Regions from separate parts of the Gossypium hirsutum genome. Here region 2 is linked to region 1. The links are chromatin contacts, called in public Hi-C maps. All regions are on one chromosome and are shown on one strand. The core of a region is the stretch at or near the end of the contact, and the rest is flanking DNA. Distances in the headings are between cores, read along the strand shown.

The links. A called contact is a pair of places that touch in the nucleus more often than the background predicts.
Region 2: a Hi-C map of leaf shows a contact between it and region 1, with 2.6 times the contacts expected there. The contact joins the promoter of LOC107893985 here to the promoter of LOC107893993 in region 1. A contact is called at or near these places in 2 of 34 Hi-C or Micro-C datasets (both in leaf).

What each region holds. Positions count from the first base shown.
Region 1 is chrA13:15,315,046-15,319,435 of Gossypium_hirsutum_v2.1, reverse strand. It overlaps LOC107893993, which reads right to left and starts at 2,356. Exons shown (of 5, transcript XM_041084980.1): 1 at 2,006-2,356; 2 at 1,442-1,543; 3 at 60-480. The coding sequence starts at 1,491. LOC107894625 (probable LRR receptor-like serine/threonine-protein kinase At4g31250) reads right to left here and starts at 3,761. Exons shown (of 1, transcript XM_016819882.1): 1 at 3,282-3,761. The coding sequence starts at 3,761. The coding sequence ends at 3,282.
Region 2 is chrA13:15,605,640-15,610,029 of Gossypium_hirsutum_v2.1, reverse strand. LOC107893985 (SUPPRESSOR OF ABI3-5) reads left to right here and starts at 2,250. Exons shown (of 11, transcript XR_005907512.1): 1 at 2,250-2,455; 2 at 3,192-3,408; 3 at 3,920-4,045; 4 at 4,141-4,302.

The DNA.
Region 1 (4,390 bases), core at 1,107-3,606:
AAAAGATAACAATTCTTAACAAAAATCTGAACTATAGTTAAAATGAGAAGCTATCTAACCTTCTCGAGTTTATATCTAATCCTAACTTCTGGATTTGGCGAATTCATCTTCTTTTTGGCCTTTAGACGATAGAAACGAAGCTCATTCACTTTTGCCTTTTTAGACATTTTTCTCTTTCTGGTTGTAGAGGCTAATCGACCAACTGAATTATTAAAAGAAAACCTGATAACATCCTCATCTGTCTTTAGCTCAATTGATGCATTACTCAAATATCTTGCATGCAACCATTTACCAAGTATGTTGTGATGCTGAAGTACATTCTGCTTTGCCAGCAATGACAAATCAGGAGAGGTTACACATAGTGCATGTAATGAAGGACTCACAGCACTGTAGCTTCTCTGGCTCGCAAATGCGATACAATCAAGACTAGGAAAAAAGGACTCATTTTGGACAAAACAACAGAACTTGAGTAAAGGTTCCCTGCAATAGCAAGCAAAATAATATCTGTGACCAACTTTGACAGATTAGAGTTTACAATTTCTATCTAAGAAAAAAAAAATCCTATCATATATATTTTTGATACAAGGAGGTTGCGGCAGTTTGTGATGGTTCACCCACTGGGGGAAAGCTGTGAGAGGGTTGAGATAACCGGAATGTGGATGTCAAGAAAAAATTGGAGAAGAGAGGAGAGAGTTGAGAGTGCGAGAGAATGTCTTAGGCTCTTAGCCCCATTTTATTAGGTCAATAAACTTTCAAGGGGTTGTTTCTGTTAGTTCTCAAGATGCCATGTTTCACTCGTATATTGGTTCTGATCCCCCTGGAATTTAGCCAATCTATTAATGACTTATTGCCATAGGTATGGGCTATCATGTCTAATGACTAGTAATAAATAGAGGCTGTCAATGGATATGTGCGCCATCTGAATGACAGATATCGTATCCGTGTCAGACATGGTCTCATCAATTCACGTTCACAAGGTCTTTGAACTCGCGAATTGTTGGACTCGCGGGCGTCCTAGCTCACAAGGTGTCTCCTTAGACCAAGGTGTGTGTCTATATATATAATAGAAGTTACATCATAGATTTATAATCTCTCTGTCAAACCCAGAATTTATATCTCTTGAATGTTAATAAAGAACGTAACATTACTTAGAATTTCAAATTTCTTTTTCTTCTGTCTCTTAATTGCAGCAAATGAAAGAAAACTTCATGCAAAGCTTAGCATTCAAGTTCTCTAACACTAACTATAAAAGGTTCACAAAATCATCAAAAACAAAAAAATGAAAGAGAAAAATTGATAAACATAAGAGAGATTCAAGGTTAAAAGAAAATTGGTTAAGAATCAAAATGTTCCTTTTCCTTCAATTCATACATTTTTGAGCAAGCAGTAAACTAAATTAAACCTTTAGAAAAAGAGAGAGAGAGGAGAAAATGGAGCAAACCTTTTGACAAATTGCCGGCTAATTTGTCGAATTGAAGCAAAAGTTGCCATTATTATAGTCACTAGCGTTTCAACAATTCATGTCAGGCACCAGTTGCTTCACCTGATTTCCAATGAAATAATTAAGCTAAAATAAATGAAAAAATAAAAAAAATAAAAAATTACAAAAACTAAAAACCGGATTGACTAAACTTAGATTAACCGTAATCCATTCAGACAAAATTCCAAAAGTTTCCTTCACTTCGATCAAAAATCAAACACAACCATATTTTGAAGAAATATCTTGTAATCAAACCCCATTTGTGAATGACAGAAGCCAGAAAGGTTTGAAAATCGTTTTTCTTTTTCTTTTTTGTTTGAAACAATTGAAAACCTTGGGGGGGGTTGATTATCAGACACCACTTTTCTTGTTATCAAACTTCATTTTACAAGGAAGATAAGAAATAGTAGAAGAAAGGAACGGAAAGAATTTGTCATTAATCAATCTTACTTTTTAAAATCTCTAAACCTTCAATTAAAGGGAAAAAGAATGGAAAAGATTCACAGTTATAAGAGTCTCTCCTACCAAAATGAATGGCTTTCTCTTTCCCTTCGATTTTTGAACGGCAACACCATCGCTATCACTGTCATCACCGCTCTCGGGCACAAAATGGCATTGCTCGGGTCCGCTCTATGTCCTTTTCTCTGATCCCCAAATATTTTATCTCGGAGAGGTGTCGGATTTCACGAATCCAAACCTAAAGTCTAAACCCTTAACCTTCTTGGACTCACTTCTCTGGCTGTCCGATCTAACTATAGTTTTGCTTGGGCCTACCTCTCATCTTTGAGCAAAAGACACAAAGATAGCCCTAGGTTGAAAACCTCTTTCATGCTTTCTTTTTGTGTTCTCTCTTATATGCCTGTGATTGCTTTTCCTTGCAGTTTTTTCTAGGGGGTTTATGATTGTTTCTCAAGTTTTTATTAGGTGGAAAAAAATACGTGAACTGCTGACTATGCAATTCCTTAGTGAAAAAGGAGATTTTTAATAAATTGGGTATTTTAAATAATTATTTTAATTAGATTGATTAAATTGAGAAAAAAAAAGATTATAGTGATAAAAATATGATCAACTTTATTTCAGAGGGACCATAGGCATAGTTTACTTTATTTTTTACAAGAGTTTTTACTAATCCTTTTAATTTTAAGATTAAATTTGTAATAATTATTCTTTACTCTATATCTAACTATTTAAAACATGTGTTAAATAAGTCTTTTTCTCATATTGTTATACTAGTATTAGTATTTACTTATTTTGTCATTTTAACTTTTAAATTTTTTTGTGAGATCACTTTGGTCCTCAACATTCTAAATTTAGTTAAATTATTATTTTCAGATGAAAAAGTGCACTGAATTGTTAAAATTTTAGCAACACTAATGTGGTATCATGTGTGCCAAACTATATCTACTTCATAAATTTTTAAAAAATAAAAAAAAATCAGCAAAATTTTAAAAAGTTCATAAAAATTTTAAAATTTATAGACAATTGTTGATTTTTTTTCAAATTATTATTATATTTTTAAATTTATGAAGTATAATTGACTGTCATACATATTGCCACATCAGTGTTGTTAATAATTTTAATGGTCCATTCAACTTTTTCATCTAAAAAAGCAATTTAAGTAAAAGTTGATGGCTGGGGGCCAAAATGATAAAAAAGAAAAAGAATTAAGACCAAAATGGAAAAAAGTAAATATTAGGAGATAAGTTTATCATAATACTAAAAAAATTATAAAAGGACTAAATCTCATATTTGAATATAGTTAAAGGACCAAAATCAGAATTTGACCATTTAAAAAATCCTATCAACTTATCCGGTCGCTGCTATCCGCTATCGCCGACGAAGCATGCATAGAGAAACCCTCCTCAGTTAACGATTGCACCGCCGATAAGTCAGCTCCGTGATCCGCTTCAACCTCCTCTATGGCATCTATCTCCGCTGCAATGTCCGCCATTTCAGGCCGTTTCTCCGGCGACTCATCGCAGCAACGGAGAGCAATCTCCAGCAACTTCTCCGTCCCCTTAGTACCGTTTTTCTCCATAGATATCTCCATATCAAATACCTCAGCAACCCATTCTTCTCTAAAAGCTCGTTTGACCCATTTGCAAAGATCCACGCCATTGATGCCCGGCGGAGCCGAGTGAACCGAGACTCTCCTCGTCAGTAATTCCAAAAGGAGGCAGCCGTAGCTCCACACGTCGGATTTCCTCGAAACCCTTTTCCATGTCTGGTATTCCGGTGATTTATATGAGACCATATGTTGAGCTGCGACGGGAAGGGCCATGGATGAAGCGAGGCCGTAATCGGAGACGAGAACCGTTTCGCCGTCGTCGTCGAGGAGAATGTTGGTTGATTTCAGGTTGCCGTGAGGGACGGTGCATTGGGAGGGGTTCGAATTGAGGTGAAGATGCTCCAACGCTCGTGCCACGCTTCGAGCGACGGTCAATCATGAGCTCCATTTGAAAGAAATCCGGTCCCGGCTACCTCTCGCGCCTGCATTTTCGTTATGTGTCTTGGTCAGGAAATTACTATTAGGGGTCATGGGGCACACACGGCCCAGCCTGATTTACTGTTTAGAAATAATAAAAAATATAAAATAAAATTTACTTTATTTTTTAACACTAAATGAGTCTTTTGGATGGCTTTGAGCTTAAATTTCAAGTTATTTTAGAACCACTCCTCGACTCAATCCATAAATACTCTTTGTTATTAAGTATTTTTGGATTATATTAAAAAATAATAAAATATATATATAATATTTTTCCATCTTAGTTTTGAAAAAAAAATTATTCACATCAGTCTTAAATTTAATAATTCTTTTCAATTTAATATTAAAATTTAAATTCTATTAAAATATAATGTGATATTTTAAAATTGTGTCATATCATCACTTAAAAATTTTATAAATAAATA
Region 2 (4,390 bases), core at 1,001-3,500, 290 kb before region 1:
TATTTTTGGAAGAGAAAACTAATTTTGGCCATTTTAAAATGGAGTCGGGCTGTAAATATATATTTTTTCAATTTCGGCTACAAAATATGTTTAATTAGAGAATAATTGGTTGAATCGATTTTTTATTGGTTCATCTAGTTGGTGGTCGCGGTTGATCCGATTTTTAGGTCAATCCCTTTTTTCATATTATTTCGGATTGGTGTATCGATCAGTTCTCGGTTCAATTGGTTCGATTTTAATAATATTAGTTTAAATAAATCAATTAAACAATCAAAATCCCAAGAAATCTAGTCCAAGTATGAGCTGCATTGAACTAATGGAGATAACTTTGTTAATTCTATGTCCTATGGGAATGTTTAACTTTATCTCTTTCTAATACTTATCAATCTATTTTGTGTTCATTTATTTTTAAATCATTTGATATAATTTTCTTTTTTGTATTTTTTATTTTATTTGTTTTGGGTTTTTCTATGCTTTTTAGATTTTTTTAAAATCATTTTTATCCAAATTTGGACTTTTTAAAAATATTTTTCCTTTTCTTTAAACTTTTAGAATTAGAAATAAATTGATAAATTTTGTAAATGTTAAGGGTTAAATTTATTGAATTTTTTAGAATTAAAACTAAAAGACAAATATTGTAAACATTGAGGGCTAGATTTGTTGAATTTTTAGATTTGGGATCAAATTGATAAAATGTGTAAATATTAGAAAGCTAAATTTATTATTATGCAAATAAAAAAAGGTTATGTCAATTTTCTGTTAAGTATTCAATGGTCTTAGTAAAAAAAAATTGTATTTAACGGTGGGTGATTAAAATTTTAAATTTTTGAAGAATTGATGATGAAATTGAAAGTTTTTGAAGTTGGGTAGATTACCTTTATTTTATCTAGTAAAAAATGAGTAAATTAGCCATTGTATGTTATATCAAATAGCAAATTAATTTTTTATTAAAAATTTCATTAATTTCTAATGTTGAGGGTTTATGTAACTAGTGAAGCAACTAAATAGTGATATATACATGGGGTGATTAATTCACGCAAAATGGATGAATTTTTTAATAAAAGAAAAAGATAAACATTTTTACAGGTAAATAAATGAATGAAATTTTTTATATGGATGTAATTCAACCAATCAGATAACGACACATCCCCACTTAACAATAAAAATAGATGAATAGAATGACCAGTTTACTATTTGGCCTAATATACATAGATAAACTAATTTATCTGAACCTCCAAACTACTTTTTTCCATACTTTTTGAAGTATATTAGGAAACAGACTATCTCATAATTAAATATGTATCTAGTTCAAATTTAAATTTTATCAAGGATAACATAACTATTGAATACTAAGATTAACTTTATTTATTATTTGACCTTTAAATTATATTTACCTTTTATTTTAATATTTAATATTTTGTTCTATTTTAGTACTTGAAATATTATTTTTATCTTGATTAATCCTCATAATTACTAGCATCTAGAACGAGTATGCCACATGTTTCATTATTGTTTGTAATAATTATTTGGTAAACTGGGAAGAAAGTGATTGTTAGGTATCATAGATAAACTACCAAACTAGAAAAATTCTTATTATAATGGTGAAATAATATAAAAAGAAAAAAATTATTATTTATATTTAAATAAATTTATATATTTAAATAAATTAGATTATATTTACTAAAAAACTATGACTTTTTCCCTTTGCATTTGTTATATTGTTTTTTTCTTTCTTTCTTCCGTTCATTTTTCTTTTCATTCCTTCTCCATTTTCTTCCTAGTTGTTCCAACCGCCATTGATTCTCACTGGCAGGCATATCATTGGAGCATCTCCAACTTGATTTTACCGAACTGAACCTCTCCCCTTGTTTTCATTTTTTGATTTTCTTGGGTCGCTATTGATGTTTGTTCTGCTTCTTTCTCTGTGATAAGTAGATTTGTCCGATAATTTGATTATTCGTTCAGCTCAACTCAAATTAGGTTAGATTTAGATAATACCAACTTTTGTTTAATTTAATTATGAAAATATATAAATATTAATATAAATATCTAATTTTATTAACTTTTTACATCCATAGACATCTCTGGTGCCGAGTAACCACAATGTGAGTTATAGACAACGTTACTGACCAAATAGTAATTCTTTAAAGTTAGATGACCAAAACTTAAACTTATATAAACATAAATGACCAATTTTGAAATTTACCCAAAACATCAGTTGAGTCGAGTTCCCGATAATTCATGTGGGCTCAGCTACATTGACAAGCTAGGTGAGTCGGCAAATGCTTATTGTCCCTTCCACCATTTTATTTTATTTTGCTCTCAAAGTCTCTGTATCATTTGAAATTTTGGAGCTCAGCTGAGAAATATTTGCAGTCATGGAAGAAAACCCACAACAGCGTTCTCATCTCAAGCGCCAATTCTTCGAAGACCAACACTCCAACAAGCCTCCAGCGTAATTATTTCCTTTGAATCCTCTTATTTATTTATTTAATTTTTTAATTTCATATCTCAGTATATCGTTGCAATTGTTTTTAGCTCGTAGTTCGTTTTCGCCGGTCTATATGTTTTAGGCCGTGCTTATTTAGTTTATTGATTTTTTAGGGTTTAAATGATTTTTTCTAAGTCTTTGATAGTCAATTCCTTTAGGCTTTGCTTGGTTTGAAGAATATAAAGAAATGATGATTGAAAATTTGTTAATCTTAATGGTCAAGCTAGAAGGTAGCGAAGTGGTTATGGCTCGGTGTAATCGGTACTGAGAAACGAAAATTAGAACCCGAATCGCTACTTATTTGAAACCTAATTAGATAGGGGCAATCTTCTCTCGTTTGTTTAGTAGGAACAAAGTACGATTTATTGGAATGTTAAAGAGATGTTTTGGAACTTGTATATATATAGTTTCTGTGTTTGTATAAATAAAATTTGAGGTTTGTGAAATCATTTATTTTACTCTCTAATTTTATAATAAACTATAGGTTAATGCGATCGCTAGTCTTACTGAATTAGGTTGCTACTGTTCTCTTATTGGGATTGCGCAAACCAATTCAAGATCGCTAGGGAAATAACGATTTCTGGTGACAGAGATCTTAACCATTTGATAAACTAATTTTCCATTCTCACTCCTTTTTATTTTTTAAGAATCATTTGTATTGTTTGAATTTTAGAATTGATATCAATATGTTGATTTACAGGCAAAAGAGGGTTAGGTTTCCCAAGGGAAAGAAGGTAAAGCCTGGAGAAGAAGCACCGAACAGAGTTGATATTGAAGACGGTTCAGGTGACTTGAAGGATCCTCGTCTCGCTGCTAAGGAGCGGGCCAAACGCCGCAGTCAAATTACTACGGAGCTATTTGCTGAAGATGGGAGAGGAATGCTTAATGATGTATCAGCTGCTGAAATTTCATATGAGGTAAGTTTATTGCACTCTTAGTCTATCTGATGTTAGATTCTATGCGTGACTTGATAGAATGAAGAGGCAATAAGATGTTAATATGCAGTCCATGTTTTTTGAATAAATGCCAATTTATCCTAACTGTTTTAAAAGTAGAAGATTATGCACAATCTTTGTACTCTCATCTAGTTTGTGGTGGTCCTGCCAGTTATGTACTGTAGCTTTCTCCAAGTTAAGTCTTTTGAATCTAATAAATGGTAAAGGGCCTTCTTTTTTCTCCATTTTATTCCTAAAAAGAAAGTATCTTTATCATTGATATGCCAGTTTAGGTTTTGGCTCTTACAATGTTTAGTGCTGCTGTGAGCTATCAAACACTTGGCAAGTAATTCTGTTATCGAGTTAATTTATAACTTAAGGATGCTTCTTTGCTGAATTGGCTGGATTTCTTGCAGTCAAGATGATTGCCAGAGTCCTCATATATTGGTTAAGGGGACAGGATTAGCCAATGATGAAGAATTTCTTTTTGCAGGATAATGAGAACTTCGTTGATGATGGAGTTCAAATAGAACCTTTCAATCTTAGCAAAGAAAGAGAAGAAGGATACTTTGATGCAGATGGAAACTTTGTTGAATATGTCGCTGACAAGGAAATCAAGGTAAAGCATTGTATTGACCACATGGAAACTTTGATGCAGAAGCTGCTAAATATAATTATCAGAATTTCTATTGACTCCACATGGAATTATTGTAGGATGCCTGGCTTGATAGTGTTGAAGTTGATATAAAATATACAGGAAAAACATCTGTAACCACAAAAGCTGAATATAATGAAGTTGCAGCACAGGATCTTTCCACCCAAGACGTTGGGATAATAAAGAGACGGATTGCCAATGTGCTTGAACCTGGAGAAACGGTAATTACATCATGATAAATATTTTGCCTGAAAAAGTAAATTGAAATGGTAGTCTTCAATTGTTACATGTTTGTTCTAAAATTTGCAT